4 separate regions of the Mus musculus genome follow, and all the other regions are linked to region 3. Evidence: chromatin contacts called from public HiChIP or PLAC-seq data. All regions are on one chromosome and are shown on one strand. The core of a region is the stretch at or near the end of the contact, and the rest is flanking DNA. Distances in the headings are between cores, read along the strand shown. Region 1 holds the start of Nadk2 (NAD kinase 2, mitochondrial). Region 2 has its middle 11 kb from the start of Gm41269. Region 3 holds the start of Spef2 (sperm flagellar 2). Region 4 holds the start of 4930556M19Rik (RIKEN cDNA 4930556M19 gene).

Region 1 (3,350 bases), core at 211-2,710, 680 kb before region 3:
TTACTCCTAAGTTAAAAAAAAAAGAATAGTGAGAAATTGGTTATGATACCAAAAAAAAAAAAAAAAAAAAGAATTGTAAGTTTGCTACTGTGATGAAACATAATGAACATATCGGATATACATACATCGGATATATGACCCAGAGGTTGAGAACCGCTGAATATATCAGTAAGTGGGAGTTAGGGAACAGGTAAACAACTGGGGTGTAGAAGGCTCTTTCAATCTTTAAAGTTTTAAATGTCCTAGACATGGGAATCTTAAGGACTGAAGTGGAAAACCCAGCAGGGGTTTTCCTGAGAGAATTCAAGACACATCCGAGAGGATGGTGTAATGAAGCAATGTTTTGGAAGAGGCAGAAGAAAGGATCCAAAATAAGATTTGACTAGGATATCCCATTGAGATGTTTCCAGCTAGAAGTGGGAGTCAAAAGTGTAGTTTTCTGTGACGTGAAAGAGAAAACAGGTTCGATATCACAGAGGCATCTGAGTGTCACAAACATGAAATAGCATGCCCGGAATCCAGAGGCCACTTACTGGGAGTGCCAGGATCGCAAAGGAAAGGACGCCACAGCAAGGACCTCAGGGCAGTGGCCACCTACCCTGTCTTATGACTTTCCCTTCATTGTAGCTTTCCCTTTTATTCTTAATCAGCCTACATCTCTATGGTTGTGTAACTGTTCCCACAGACTCAGTAACTTCCCTTGCTCTAGCTTCAAGGACTACCTACCCAACATTCCAAAGTCAGATCAATAATCATCAAACACTGCTCTGAGCTTGCCTACAGGATAAAGTGCAAAACATTTTTAACCCTTCAGTCTGGTCCTACACAGCTTTCCAACCTTATCTCGCGGTCTAGACAGACACACAGGACTAGACAAGACTCCTTCCCTCATTATCCTCCTCCTTTCTCCCTGACAGCACTGCCTCTCTAGGCTGGTGGTCTTTTGGTGGTCACCGGAGCTCGGGCTAATGCTCTGTGATCCTTCTCGGTTAGCTCTAATTCCTCTCTAATAAAGGGCTCGGCATCTTTATTTGCCATCAGGCCCTGCAAAACGAAGCCGTTTGGAGCGAGGTCACCGCCCCCAGCTCTTACTCCAGCGACGGCCACATCAGCCATCCAGCAGACACTGGTTAAAATTTACCCTAGACGAGCATGACCAACTACCCAGAAAGCAAGCAAAAATGAAAGCAACTAGAGGAAGATGCGCAAGAAACTTGCTTTCCCGCCAGGCGCTCAAAACTCCGCCTGCACCCCCAACGCCGCCCAGACCAGTTCCAACTGGATTTCTTCGGGCAGCTCGAAAGCCAAATAGAATTTCGTCCCTTTCCCAGCCCCAGCCAATCCCCGCAGCCCCTCGGGCTCCCAAACCTTCCCGACCTCTGATTAGCTGACAGATCTGGCCCGGGGGCGGGCTTAGAGCGGCCTCCCTGAAAGGGTGAAGAGGGAGGTGGGGCCGGGCCGAGAGGCCACTGCGCAGGCGCCCAAGAAAACGGATAAACAAACAAATAAAACCCACTGCCCGGGGGCCAGCCCGGATCCCCGCCTCCCGGGGCCTCCCGGGGCCTCTCCGCCCTCGCGTGCGTCTGGGCACGTCCCCCCCCCCCCCGGCGCGTTCCACGCACGTCCCCGCACTTAACCTGTGCGCGGCCGGCGCGGTGCTGGCGGCAGGGAGCGCGAGCCTGCACCCGCGGCCCCGCGGATCATGACTTGCTACCGGGGCTTCCTGCTGGGCAGCTGCCGGCGCGTGGCGGGTGGCCGCGCGGCTCTGCGGGGTTCGGGCTCGGGCGCGGACGGCCGGCGGCACTTGGGGCACGGGCAGCCGCGCGAGCTGGCGGGCGGTGGTAGCCCCGCCGACGGCGGCTTCCGCCCCTCGCGGGTGGTGGTGGTGGCGAAAACCACCCGCTACGAGTTCGAGCAGCAGCGGTACCGCTACGCGGAGCTCTCGGAGGAGGACCTGAAGCAGCTGGTGGGTCCTGGCGGGGGACGGCCGGTACTCGGGGTGGGGGTGGGGGGCGACGGGCCACAGGACACCCCCAAAGCCCGACAACCTTCCTCCGATTGCCTGTGGGGCCCCTCGGGCATGGGACTGGGGCGCCCTGAGCCTGCCTTAGAGGGGGCTCCTGGGACCGGGACTTGGGAAGCCACGTGTGTCCTCGCCCCCGCCTCGGTAGCACGGACTCCCATCGCTGAGAAGATGAGGGTTGTTCGCCCTGTTTGTCCTGGGGACCTCTCCCCAGACCACCGGGAGAAAGGAAATTCTCCAGCACAGCCACTGGTGGCGGAGAGAGGGCCGAAGTGCCGCGGTCACACCCCCTTCTCGCCTGGGGACAGAGGCCTGGCCAGGGAAAGCCCTGCTGGATTGTGGTCGCCTGTCCCTTCAGGGTCTCTTACTGCTTGAAAAGCAAGCACCTGGGACAGCGAGGCAGGAAAGCTGACCCGAGATGGGTTTTTGTGTTGGAAGGTCAGAAAAGGAACAAGTATGCCGGCTAATGGGGAGAAGGCATGAACCCTGAAGTAACAGGGCCTCCGCCATACACCGTGTTTGGTGTATTTACTAATAGCGTTGCCAGGTATGCCATGCGTGTGTGTGTGTGGGAAGGATTAAACCCAGAGTTCGAGCTTCCCCATTTTTGAAAAAAAAAATTGATTTTGTGCTACCCAGTAACTTTTGGGAAATGGGCTGTTAGCAATTTATTTAGGAACCCCCCCCCCCACAGTTATGCCTGTAATTGTTGACTCCAGACACCCGAAGGCTTTAGACTGAATTGTATATAAGCATTACTAAGTTATGTACAAGAATAAGTAGGCTGGCTGTTCTAAAATGATGCCCTTACCTTCACATTTTTATTTTAGACACAGGGGAAACAAATTGTAAATCCTTGCCTAGCTGCTGCATCTTGTCAGTATTGTTTGGCAAGTTGACAAGGTAGAAATCAGTGCAAATTTTTCTCTTTCCCCCAAGTGTTTGAAAGTATTTCTAGAAAACATTTGCAGTCTTTAGTAGAGTATCAGCCGTTTGGCTGGCGTAGTTTGTGTAGTTGAGTGAAATGAATGCAATGAAGTGGGGGGGATTGTGGGCTAGATGAGAGTACTTTGTTTCTATTTTGGAAAAAGAGGCGTGTCCTTTTGGTTACATGCCCGACTCTGCAAGGTTCACCTTTTAGAAATTGTGAAATATCATGTATGCTTAGTCTCACACAATTTTATCTGAGCGTCTCTGGATTTAAAATAGTACACACAAGAAAAAGCAAACCAACAGAAGTGAACCGGGACTCTCAGCTCTACCCCACAGAGGGTGGGATTGAACGCCAGGACGCAAGGCTCTCCCTGGTTGGATTGACTGATATCCT
Region 2 (3,201 bases), core at 379-2,878, 600 kb after region 3:
TGTCTTTCAGCTCTGGTGTTCTATTCTCCAGTTGACTTCCCTGGTGAAGATTCCAACAACTGAGTTTTTATGTGATTTATGAATATTTTCACTGCTGAAATTTCAATTTGTCTTTCTATTTTCAAGCTCCTTGTTGAATTCTTTCACGTGTATGGTCACCCTCCTCATTTTGCTTGGCAGTTTATTCCTATCTTGCTAGTTCATCTGGGTGTGGATTTATGTCTTCTTTAGATTTGTTGATGATTCTTATCATTCTTTTCCATGTGGGGCTATAAAAAATACCCTTAAAATCAGTTACTGTGGAATTTTTCCCTCTTTCAAGGAGCCCTGCTGACTTATTTTTGATATCACTTGTTATTTTTGCATTGTAATTTCTATGTCTGGGTGTGGCTTATGGGCGGAGCCAGCTGCAGTTACTCTCATATATCCAGTTTCCCAGACACAAGACTGAGGTGAACCACAAGCCATTGGCCAGTTATTCCTAGTTTCTACCACTTAATTGTCTGCCTTTGAGGAGAGTAAGCCCCACGGGTGAGAAAACCAGCACCGACAGAGCACTACCGTATCCTGTCCTTAGGTCTCTGACTTCCAGCTAACTACATTCCCATAGACAATCACTTATCCCCCTTTGTGGAGCCCTGGTAGTTAGCATCATTGATTGGTGGACCTCAATGAGAAACAGTGACCCTGTGACTCCTACTGACTTCCCACTGAAAGGAGCTCCCCCGCATGGTTCTGACTCGGTCTCTCTCCTATAATTAGACTGGCTCTCCAAGCAAATACAAGGTGGATCCACGCCTGGCCCTTCCTGGACGATTCCAAAAACTGGACAATGAAGGGGAACTTGACTACTGAAGCAGCAGACTCAAATATGAGCCTCTCAAAATGGGTTCCACCACCATCGTGGCCAAATGCTGAGAACAAGACAGAATTTTCCCAGTGCCAATAATCTAGTCTCAAGGATGCCTGCCTGGTTAGACTTTAAATTTTGCTCAGTGACAAATGAGATCAGTGTTAATTGTGGTTTTGGAGCAGCTCATGTTTGCTTTCTTTTAGCTCAGCCTCAGCCTTCTGCCACCTTGTTCCCCCAATTTCACATGGTGATAGCTCTGTCTCCATGTGTCTCTCTCTGTCTCTGTGTGTCTCTCTGTCTCTGTGTGTCACTCTCTGTTCCTCTGCATGCTTCTGTTCCTCTGTGTCTTTATGTCCTCTCTCTCTCTCTCTCTCTCTCTCTCTCTACCTGTCTCTCTCTCTTTCTCTCTCTCTCATACATACATACACACACACACACACACAAACACACAAAGAGGAGTTTATTTTTCAGTTTACAAGGCTCTGTCTGTTCACAACTGTAACTGCAGTGTGGGTTTTCTGAAGCTTTAGCTTTCCCTATTCTTAGCCAGACCCTGCTCTCCAGAGGGTCTCAGAAGCCACTGAAGTGTTTCACCCATGGAAGCACTCTTTCTCTCTATTTGTTCTGCTCTAGAAATTTTCTGTAAACATTCTCTCTGGTGGCTGCTGAGACATCAGTTCCTTCCTGATAGCAGCCATCTCAATAAGTAACTGACTGGTAACTTCTCTTCTGCCACCCCGCTCTGTGTACCAAAGCCACAAGTGATCGCTGGCAGTTACTAGCGGAAGATTGTCTCCCTCCCACTCGCTTCACGCTTCTCTGGGCTTGAGTGTGCCTTCACTCATCTCTCTACTTAAGAAACCACATTTTATAATCATCAGAATAACACCCCACCCTGTCCCTTTAAATAAAAAGAAGTCACAATCACTCACTTCCGCACAAATTATTCAAAATGTACTATTTAGCTTCCCACTCTGGAAAACTCCTCATACCCAGTGCTTCACAAAAGCTCAAATCTTAACAACTGCCCAAAAAATCCCAGTCATGATGATTGTAGCTTCTAGTGTCTCAAAGGTAAAACCAGTGGTGCGGATGAGCTGAAGAGCATAAGCCAGACTTTGTGGGAGTCAAAACCTAATGCTTCCACAATCCAATAACAACATTGCCAACGCTGTGCTGAGAAAGGCTTTGTGTCCACTGCCCTCGTTGATGTATCATCCTGAAGCACTTGGTCAACCACATCACATAGATGCTCCCTACAGCCCTGGAAACACAATGGGCCTGGGATCCCAGCAAGAGATCACAATTTATATTGAATTTATAGCAATTCGTCTTTACCTTGTACCATTGCTTCCTGGAGGCATTCTCGGGTAAAAAGTCATTTCTTGGGTATTATTGAAAGATCAGTCAGAGACAATTGCGTTTTTTTGTTAGGAGCAAGTTGGACATAAGAAATGAAGCCCAAGGGAAAGTGTGGAGGCTGAGCTGAGAAGCTAGGGAAAGATAGACAAGACAGCTCTCACAGATGGTAGCCTGCCTCTTCAGCTTGGTAAGTGACTCTGACACAGTCTCTCATGATAAAATACCCTTCAAGGCTGGAAAGATTTCATGGATTAAGAATGTTTGCTATTCTTCCAGAGGACCAGAGTTCAGTTCCCAGCACCCATGTAGGGCAATTTACAATTGCCTATAATTCCAGCTTCAAGGAATCCAACACCCTCTTCTGACCTCCATGGGCATCTGCACACATTACACACATACACATAAATAAAAATGTCAACATTTTAACAAGAAAACTGAAGATACCCTCCAAAACAGTAAGATGTCTTTACTGTGAGGCTGTAGGATGATATAACTAACAAACAAGAACTTGAAGAAGGCTCAGGAAGGGATCAATAATGTCTTGTTCAAACCAATGCTGAGAAAACATTTGGAGAAGAGAGAGCATTCTAAGCCTGCAAATTATAGGTGAGATGACATAAAATAGAAAGGACACAAGAAGCCTCTGTCTTCCATATTGATCCTCTTAGACCTCTTTAAATAAAGATTTTCTTACTGACCACAGTGTCATTCCCTGTGTACATATTCCTCACTGAATACTCAACAAGAGCACAAGAACAGGGGAAACTTACCACAGCACTTCCTGCAAGACTGTGGATTGTGAAACCATCCACCCCACCTTTTCATCCTCTCTAATTTTCATTGTGTTTGTCAGTGTATCTCCTATTGGTACTGCTATAAAACACACACACACACACACACACACACACACACACATTGAAATCTGTTTTTGAATGGCAGAAACCTGGAAGGCATGGTCTCTTAGGCAGCTGGTTTAATCATTATAT
Region 3 (3,611 bases), core at 107-2,606:
GTGTGGATCTTATTATGAAATAAATGAACCAACTTAAGCTAAGAAATGTGTAACTGCTCCCTCAGAGTAGTGCAACCTTGGGTGTGATACTGCATTTTGGTGGACAGTACTGTGAGAGAGAAAGAGGAAATGATACATGATAAATACTGTCCTGAGTTTAGCATCCTATTTGAGCTGAGAAACTCTCAGAGAACCAAGGAGACAGGACAGGGAAAAAGAATCTATCATTGCTCAAAGCAGGGTGGAGAAGCCTTGGGATATAATAAGTCTAATGTTTATGCCTCACGTAATGCAACTTGGAATATTCCTCACTGAAGATCCTTAGATATCTCACACCTGCACAAATACTACTTACTGTCCTAGCAACTTCTATGGATGACCCAAGGGTGAACTGGCACCGCTGCTCCCATTGGTAGCAACTGGTAGAGAAGCAAGAGAACCTCTGGGAGGTCATGTTGAAATGATTCGTTTTGAAAGCATCTTGCCTGAAGGAAAATCCGTAGCAATTGAAAATGAGCTACCAATAAAGAAACAATAATTCCTCCCCCAGCGAGGAGAAGAGGAAGTGTCTGGTTGCCACTAAATCTGACTTGTTTGTAACTTCCTGGGCCATAAGAATTTAGAAACTTCATGTACAACTTTATGCCTCTGCTAAAATCAAGTAAGGTTAGCTTAGAAAAGGTACCTCAAATGGCCAAAGTTGATAAAGGATAAAGGAAGCTTAAAGTTCCTAAAACTGACAAATGTTAACAGATCTACAATTGTTGTTAAGCAGGGAGAGTGCAAGTGGATCTAATTTATACTGGAGGAAACACAGAAAAAAAGTTGTAACTGTTGAAAGCACTTCCTGCGTGGATTCGTCTTGCACATTTTGATGCGGATGTCATGAAAGCAAAGCAACAGTCAGACTACAGACAGGAACAACTTTTACTCCACACAGGAACAGACCAGTACCTAGAACTTAGCGTCCCTTAGTAATAGAGAGTAGATCAGAAAATCTGAGGGCTAAGACCACGTGATGAGGTCTAATGTCAGAGGCATGATGAAATAAGAAAGCCCCAGTGTGGCTAGGTAGCACTGAGGAGGGCAGGCCAGCACTGCCAGGCACTGCTAGACACTCTGGAGCTACTTTCTATCAGCACCCCCACCCCACCATCCCGTGCTTGCTTCAACTGCTTGCCCTTGGCTGAGTTCACTCACTCACGGTCCGGGACACCCTCAACTCCTGGTTGAGCCACTGGCACAGGATTTCCGACATAGCTCACTGGTGAATTTGACTGCTTGCAGGTGCTAGGAACTTTCCAGGAACTCAGTCAGCTGGACTGCGTCTTCCCGTCGCCCAGGGCAACCAGTTGCTAAGGAAGCTCTTTCAGGCTGGAGCTAGGTCGCCGGCTCAGAGAGGAGGAGGCCCCACTGCATAGCCGTAGTTATCAGAAATTGTTGTCTGCCCCCTACTGGCTTGTAAGACCTGAACCTGTGCTAGTGCAAAAAGAAGGCCTAAAGAGTGTGAGCAGCATTATGAACTAACCAGTACCCCTGAGCTCTTGACTCTAGCTGCATATGTATCAAAAGATGGCCTAGTCGGCCATCACTGGAAAGAGAGGCCCATTGGACACGCAGACTTTGTGTGCCCCCGTACAGGGGAACGCCAGGGCCAAAGGGGGGGAGTGGGTGGGTAGGGGAGTGGGGGTGGGTGGGTAAGGGGGACTTTTGGTATAGCATTGGAAATGTAAATGAGCTAAATACCTAATAAAAAATGGAAAAAAAAAATAAAATGTATTTTCCAAAAAAAAAAAAAAAAAAAAAAAAGAGTGTGAGCAGCAATTATAATAAGAGGTTTCTTAAAAAAAAAAAAAAGTCATTGCCAGATGAACTATAAACCTTGATTTCTCTTCTGTAAATAACCAAGGATAGACTATATAGAGTTATTTGAAATCATAAGCTGGTTTGAAAAGTGGTAATGTGCACTGAACTGTAATTTGTTCAATAAAAGCAATTCTCTAAATTATTCATTGTAATACTTTTATAATTTATTTTTTTTACTATCAATAAGGCCCAAGTTTCACAATGAGGTTTATGTGAGCCATCCTGTCTGGCTTTGATTTCACAAATTCTTTGCCCCGGAAATAATGACTTAATGTCTTTGAACCTCACCGTTCTTTCCTTTAGATGCAGACACAATGCTTGCTTTACAAGTTGAGGAAGTTAAATGAAAACTCACATACTCTGATGACTTGCTTCTGGTAGAAGACCAGCACATGCTTCAAAATTGCTTTTTTTCTTGTAAGGCAATGAGAGGGCTTGCATCTCATCCATGCTTCAAGTAGATCGGAGTTGCTTGTGTTACAGAAGGCAATTATTTCACATAGCTGGTTTGAATTTATTCATGAATGTCCATTTTCACATAGAGACTCATGCCAGTTTCTAAAGCTCAGTTGGCCTCTGAGCTTTCATTTCTTCACCTTCCCTCTTGACCACCCTCTAGTTTCCTCTTCTCTGCCTGTTTTAGAGTGACCTAGCTCAGTTGATATCTACTTTTGTAAATGCTTTCTGCCTTCAGGACCAAAATAACCACCAGGTTGAGTGTTCTCTTTAATTGTCCTGTGTGACATGCACAATTCCTAAAGTCCTACTATACCTCTTTACTTAAACACTAACATGAATTCCACTACTATGTATTTATCGATGGCTAGACTCCTCAATGAGCCAATAAAAAACCCTTAAAGGGAACTGTACATAATTGACTTGGGTAGAAAAATAAAAAGGCATTGAATGTAATAAGACAAAAATATGTATATATTCATAAGGAATATTTTTGCTTTATATATGTATCTGTGTGTGCACTAAGTGTATGTGTGTATTTGCATATAGAGTAAAGGATATTTCTTACCATTCTCCAATAGACAGTTACAAACTCATGGCTGCACAGACAACCTCAGTAAAAAAAATATGTGGGTTATAAAATCATAACACAAAGCTATAAATGTGAGGTAGGCAAACGTAGGGGAAGGTGGTGGTCAGAAATCAAAGAAAGTGTAGTGAGAGTATATATAATGAATATTGTGTGGAAGTGTGCATGCTTACACACATCAGCAAACAAATAAAATAAACTTTTAAAAGCAGTATAGCACATGATAAAGACACACTGAAAACTCTTTAAGCTCTAGCTTCAACTCAAACATATTTGTAAGCCACAAACGTTTACCGTAGCCCCAGGGAGTCAGTAACTTCCATACTTCTTTCTACTCTTGATAAGAGCTTTATTGTGATTTAAATATCACTGTGTATTAAGTTAACCAGCATTTCTGAACACTTATGACATGCTAATCTTGTTTAATCCTATTTCTTCTACTTTACAAAATCTTAGCAGTTTTTGCGTTGCAATTGAAATTAAATGATAGGCTTTCCCAGTAACTCTCTAATGAAGGTTGTCTGATTCATTGAATGTTTAATTCCACATTACCGCCCATTTAATTCCACCATGAGCAATACATTGCTGTGCAAAGTCCTAAATTTTTAATCACTAGTTGTATCAAATCCTGTTCTTTAACTAACATCATAATTCCTCCCCAAAGTTACTTCATTTAACAGTCGGTGACAGACTTTTCCTC
Region 4 (3,553 bases), core at 145-2,644, 970 kb after region 3:
CTTCCTAAAGCCGATAGCATTCAAATCACCAGAGTTCAGAGTGAAGGGAAGGAGCAGGTACGAAGTGAGTGGCCTTGCATCTGCATACTTGGTAACGACGTAAAGTTGAGCTGAGCTGGGCTCCTTAGAAAAGAAAGCCTGGCTTTATATAAAGCTCAGGCCTCTGTGAGGTCACCCCTGCCTCTTTAAGTCACAGTGGGCTCCATCTGCTTTAATCTCCCCATCTGTTGCCTTTCCATACTTAACCCCCCTCCACCAAAGGAAATGTGAAATCCAAAATGAAAAACTACTGGAAACTGCAGAACCTAAACTGGCGACACAAACTGGCCCAAGACAGTAGGCGAGAGTTGAAAGAAGGATGGATGCTTGCCCTCCCGGACGGGTCGCGAAGGATGCCGACCTAAGCCCAGCAGCTTGGAATGTTTCCCAACTCCAGCATCCTCCTCCCTGCCCTCCTAGGAGCTGTGGTGGGGGAAAATGACAAGGAGAGTTGGGGGTAAGGGGTAGTGGCAGGCCCAGGGTGGTCTCGCCTGCGCCCTCCAGACAGCTCACCAGCTCCCTTGAGTCCGTAAAGGAACAATAGCGGACTGTGGGTCTCCAGAGCCACCGGGCGTCTCTCGCTCCCACCTCCCGTCTCCGGCTTTTCCAAGTTCAGTCAAGAGGTGGGTCGAGCCAGGGAGCAAGGACTGGGGCACCGGACCCGGGGCAGGGCACGAAAGTGGGACGGGCTGCCCCGGGGGCGCAGCCACAGCGTCCTCTCGGGTCCGGTCATTCATTCCCACCCGCGCTCCCTCCGCAGACACCCCGCGCCACTGTCCCGCACCAGACCGCCAGAGGAGGCGAACCCCCTTTCCAAACTAGGTCGCACCTCTCTCTCTTTCTGCCAGATCCCCACTATCCTCCCGTTCCTCCACCCCACCCCCCCTTCCAACTGTCTTCCGTGGTCAGTGAGCGGCCAAAGCTCTGTCCAGACCAAAACTCCCGCCCGCTCCTCTCGGCGCCCGGAGCTCTGCGCAGCCCCAGACACAAAGGCGGGGACCGAGTCCAGAGCCCGCACCCCAGCCTCGCCGCCGCCACTCACCCCATCCAAGCGGCGGCCTCAGCTCCTGGCCCCGCTGGCCGTCCCGCCCGCCGCTTCCCCAGGAAAGTGCGGCTGCCGGGCTCGCTTCCTGCTCGGCTTCCTGCGCTGGGTCCCTCCTCCTCCTCCTCCTCCTCCTCCTCCTCCTTCTCCTCCTCCTCCCGACGCGGGGTCAGTGGGCGCTCAGCTCCGGGGCTCCGCCGGCAGGGCGGGGGCAACGGCAGCACCACCACGTGGCCGCCGGGCGCCGGCCCCCGACCTGGATCCCGTGGGCTCCAGGAGGGAGTTGCTAGCCACTCCCACTCCGCGCGGCCCCAAATTCCGGGAGTCAGGTGACCTGGCCCCGGAGCTGCTCCCTGGACCTGCGGGAGGTGCTCTGCGACCGCCCACGCCCCGGCCCGCGGCGCGTCCCGGACGTCCACGCTTGCGTTTCTGCGGATCGTGGGAATCCTTCTGCGTGGGTCTGTCTCACACCTTAACTTGAAGTTAGTGAGATCCGCGGTATGCGGGTTCCACCGCTGGGGTAGGATAAGGGCTCGGAAAAAGTACTTGTTTCTGGTCAGTTTCCAAAGTTATCTGTAGTCTTAGGAAAAGCCGAGTCACCGACCCAAGCCCCCTCTGAACCAGACTGAGATCGGTTCCATTTCCAGTGTGAACGAAAAGAAAGTAAACCAGAATGTACTTACATTTTCTGGGCTAAACCAGTTGGTTGGAGCGACTGTTTCCTAACACTCCTCAGGTGTAAGACAAAACTTAGTTGTGTTCTGCTCAGGGCTTGGGAGACTATCTACAGCCTGGACTGGCCGGCTAGATAGGGGCAGGAGCGCCCTCAGCGGGGTGTCTTGAGTTTGGAAGTCCTGAGATCCGGTAAAGCTTCCCTCCCCCAGACCACCAGGACCGGACCTCTGAACCGAATCGACCCTTCCATTAATTCTGAGGGTTTGAAATCTCACTATTATTCCCCTAATTTAAGCAGGGATTTTAGTCCCACTAGCCAGCTAGATCGTAAAAAGTTTGACTCACCAAAGCTCCATGGGACTCCTGGTTGGTGTTGTGTCTTTCGCACAGAAAGGTTTCTAGAGTAAGCAGATCCTAGCTATTTTTGCTAGGATCGCCTGTAAGTCCACTGAAGTAAGGAGGAAAAACAACCAGTTCCAACAGAAGTGAGAGTCACCCTAACAGCAATCAGTGTACAGTATCTTGACTTTGTGTGTTACCATCGGATCGGGTGGTTTGTTTTTTTTTGTTTGTTTGTTTTTTTTTACCCCACCCCTTCACTCCTTTCCCTAAGAGAACACCTTGCCTTAGCTTTCACAAGCGAACTTGCCAACTAGAAAACAAAAGCTTCATCTTTAGCTCAATAGTCTTTACTTCCTAAGTACCATACATCAAAAAGAATCCCTGGGGGGGGGGGGCGGGGCAGGGGAGTGGGAGTGGGGAGCCAATTCAAAGCAAGATACACACTTTTACACATGTGATGTGGAACTAAAAACCACACTAAAAGAAACAATTGACAGCACCCTGTGTAGTGTGGGCCATTTCTTCTAACCGGGTTTTGATCTTGGGTTCTTTAATCAGTTACCAACAGAGTATTTAAGTACCTTCTACCGATCCTCCAGCTGGAGGAAAGGTAACCACCTGTGGATCTGCTTTTTGTTGAATCAGAGGCAGCTGGGAGGGTGGTACAGCCTGTCAAAGGCTCCTTTGGAAATGCCAGTGTGTGCATATTGTTTAGGAAACCGACGACAAACTGTAGTTAAACTATTCAACAAGTGTCTCTCTAACCAGCCTTTCATCACCCAAGTCTTCGCCTCTGCTTATCTTTCCTGGTCACCTGAAAAGACCCCTTTCTCACGCTGCCCTGTTCCCATAGGTGCCTTGTGTGCTACCCTCATTAGTTTATAACTCAGCCCCCATCAGCAAGTTTGATGTGTGTGAGGCACTGTGTGGAGGGGAGACTGTGCCAAAACCGTTTGCAGATTCAATCTTTTCAAACTCAAAATTAACACCCAGTGTACTCTAGAGTCTTCAACCTTCCTTAGACAACCCTCAAAATGCTTCCTCCTGCACAGAAATCGGTTTGGGGTTAAGTAACGTCTTCTCATTGTTTTGTTTTTGTTTTGCCCAGGAGTTTTAGAAATGCTAACCGAGCTCAGGTTTTGAACATGTCTGGGACTGTGAATTGGCTGCCAGAATGAAGTGAGTAACTGCTATCTAAAGACTGTTAAAATCTGATGGGATAAACAGGTTACATGGTAGGTATAACTTTTTTGTAACCCATTTTTATTACGGGTTTAACCTCTCCTCTAGCCCACCACCCAGTAGAGGTAGTGGAAGAGAAAGGTTATTAGGATATGGGGAGAGAGGACCTGCTTAGCAATAGTTTTGGGGGGCAAATTCAATCTTCTTTGGCAGCAGTTCAGTAGCAAACACCAAATATGACTTAGCAGCTGTAGACCAGTCCTCTAGGCAGGC

Evidence for each region. HiChIP or PLAC-seq counts read pairs in DNA pulled down with a chosen protein or histone mark.
Region 1: an H3K4me3 HiChIP or PLAC-seq map of embryonic stem cells shows a contact between it and region 3, with 6 times the contacts expected there. The contact joins the promoter of Nadk2 here to the promoter of Spef2 in region 3. A contact is called at or near these places in 3 of 115 datasets of contacts at active chromatin or transcription factors (embryonic stem cells and stem cell-derived neural progenitor cells) and 1 of 9 other capture datasets (liver).
Region 2: an SMC1A HiChIP or PLAC-seq map of large pre-B cells shows a contact between it and region 3, with 22 times the contacts expected there. The contact joins the enhancer-like site here to the promoter of Spef2 in region 3. A contact is called at or near these places in 5 of 39 promoter capture datasets (the 3T3-L1 cell line, the C10 cell line, embryonic stem cells and 1 more), 1 of 15 datasets of contacts at CTCF or cohesin (large pre-B cells), 1 of 115 datasets of contacts at active chromatin or transcription factors (large pre-B cells) and 2 of 9 other capture datasets (adipose tissue and liver).
Region 4: an H3K27ac HiChIP or PLAC-seq map of microglia shows a contact between it and region 3, with 5 times the contacts expected there. The contact joins the promoter of 4930556M19Rik here to the promoter of Spef2 in region 3. A contact is called at or near these places in 1 of 39 promoter capture datasets (the C10 cell line) and 1 of 115 datasets of contacts at active chromatin or transcription factors (microglia).

What each region holds. Positions count from the first base shown.
Region 1 is chr15:9,069,800-9,073,149 of GRCm38.p6, forward strand. Nadk2 (NAD kinase 2, mitochondrial) reads left to right here and starts at 1,461. Exons shown (of 13, transcript NM_001040395.4): 1 at 1,461-1,966. The coding sequence starts at 1,703.
Region 2 is chr15:10,345,648-10,348,848 of GRCm38.p6, forward strand. It overlaps a transcript of Prlr not described here. Among named protein-coding and RNA genes, the nearest start is that of Gm41269, 11 kb to the right of the region's middle. Within about 2 kb of position 1,629, at least 16 of the 459 cell types and tissues checked have an H3K27ac peak or open chromatin away from gene starts, as enhancers often do. A contact at or near this core is called in pre-B cells, where this site is marked.
Region 3 is chr15:9,747,512-9,751,122 of GRCm38.p6, forward strand. Spef2 (sperm flagellar 2) reads right to left here and starts at 1,357. Exons shown (of 37, transcript NM_001305042.1): 1 at 1,201-1,357. The coding sequence starts at 1,258.
Region 4 is chr15:10,713,442-10,716,994 of GRCm38.p6, forward strand. It overlaps 4930556M19Rik (RIKEN cDNA 4930556M19 gene), which reads left to right and starts at 1,395. Exons shown (of 7, transcript NR_045063.1): 1 at 1,395-1,539; 2 at 3,207-3,333. It overlaps Rai14 (retinoic acid induced 14), which reads right to left and starts at 1,190. Exons shown (of 18, transcript NM_001166408.1): 1 at 1,082-1,190.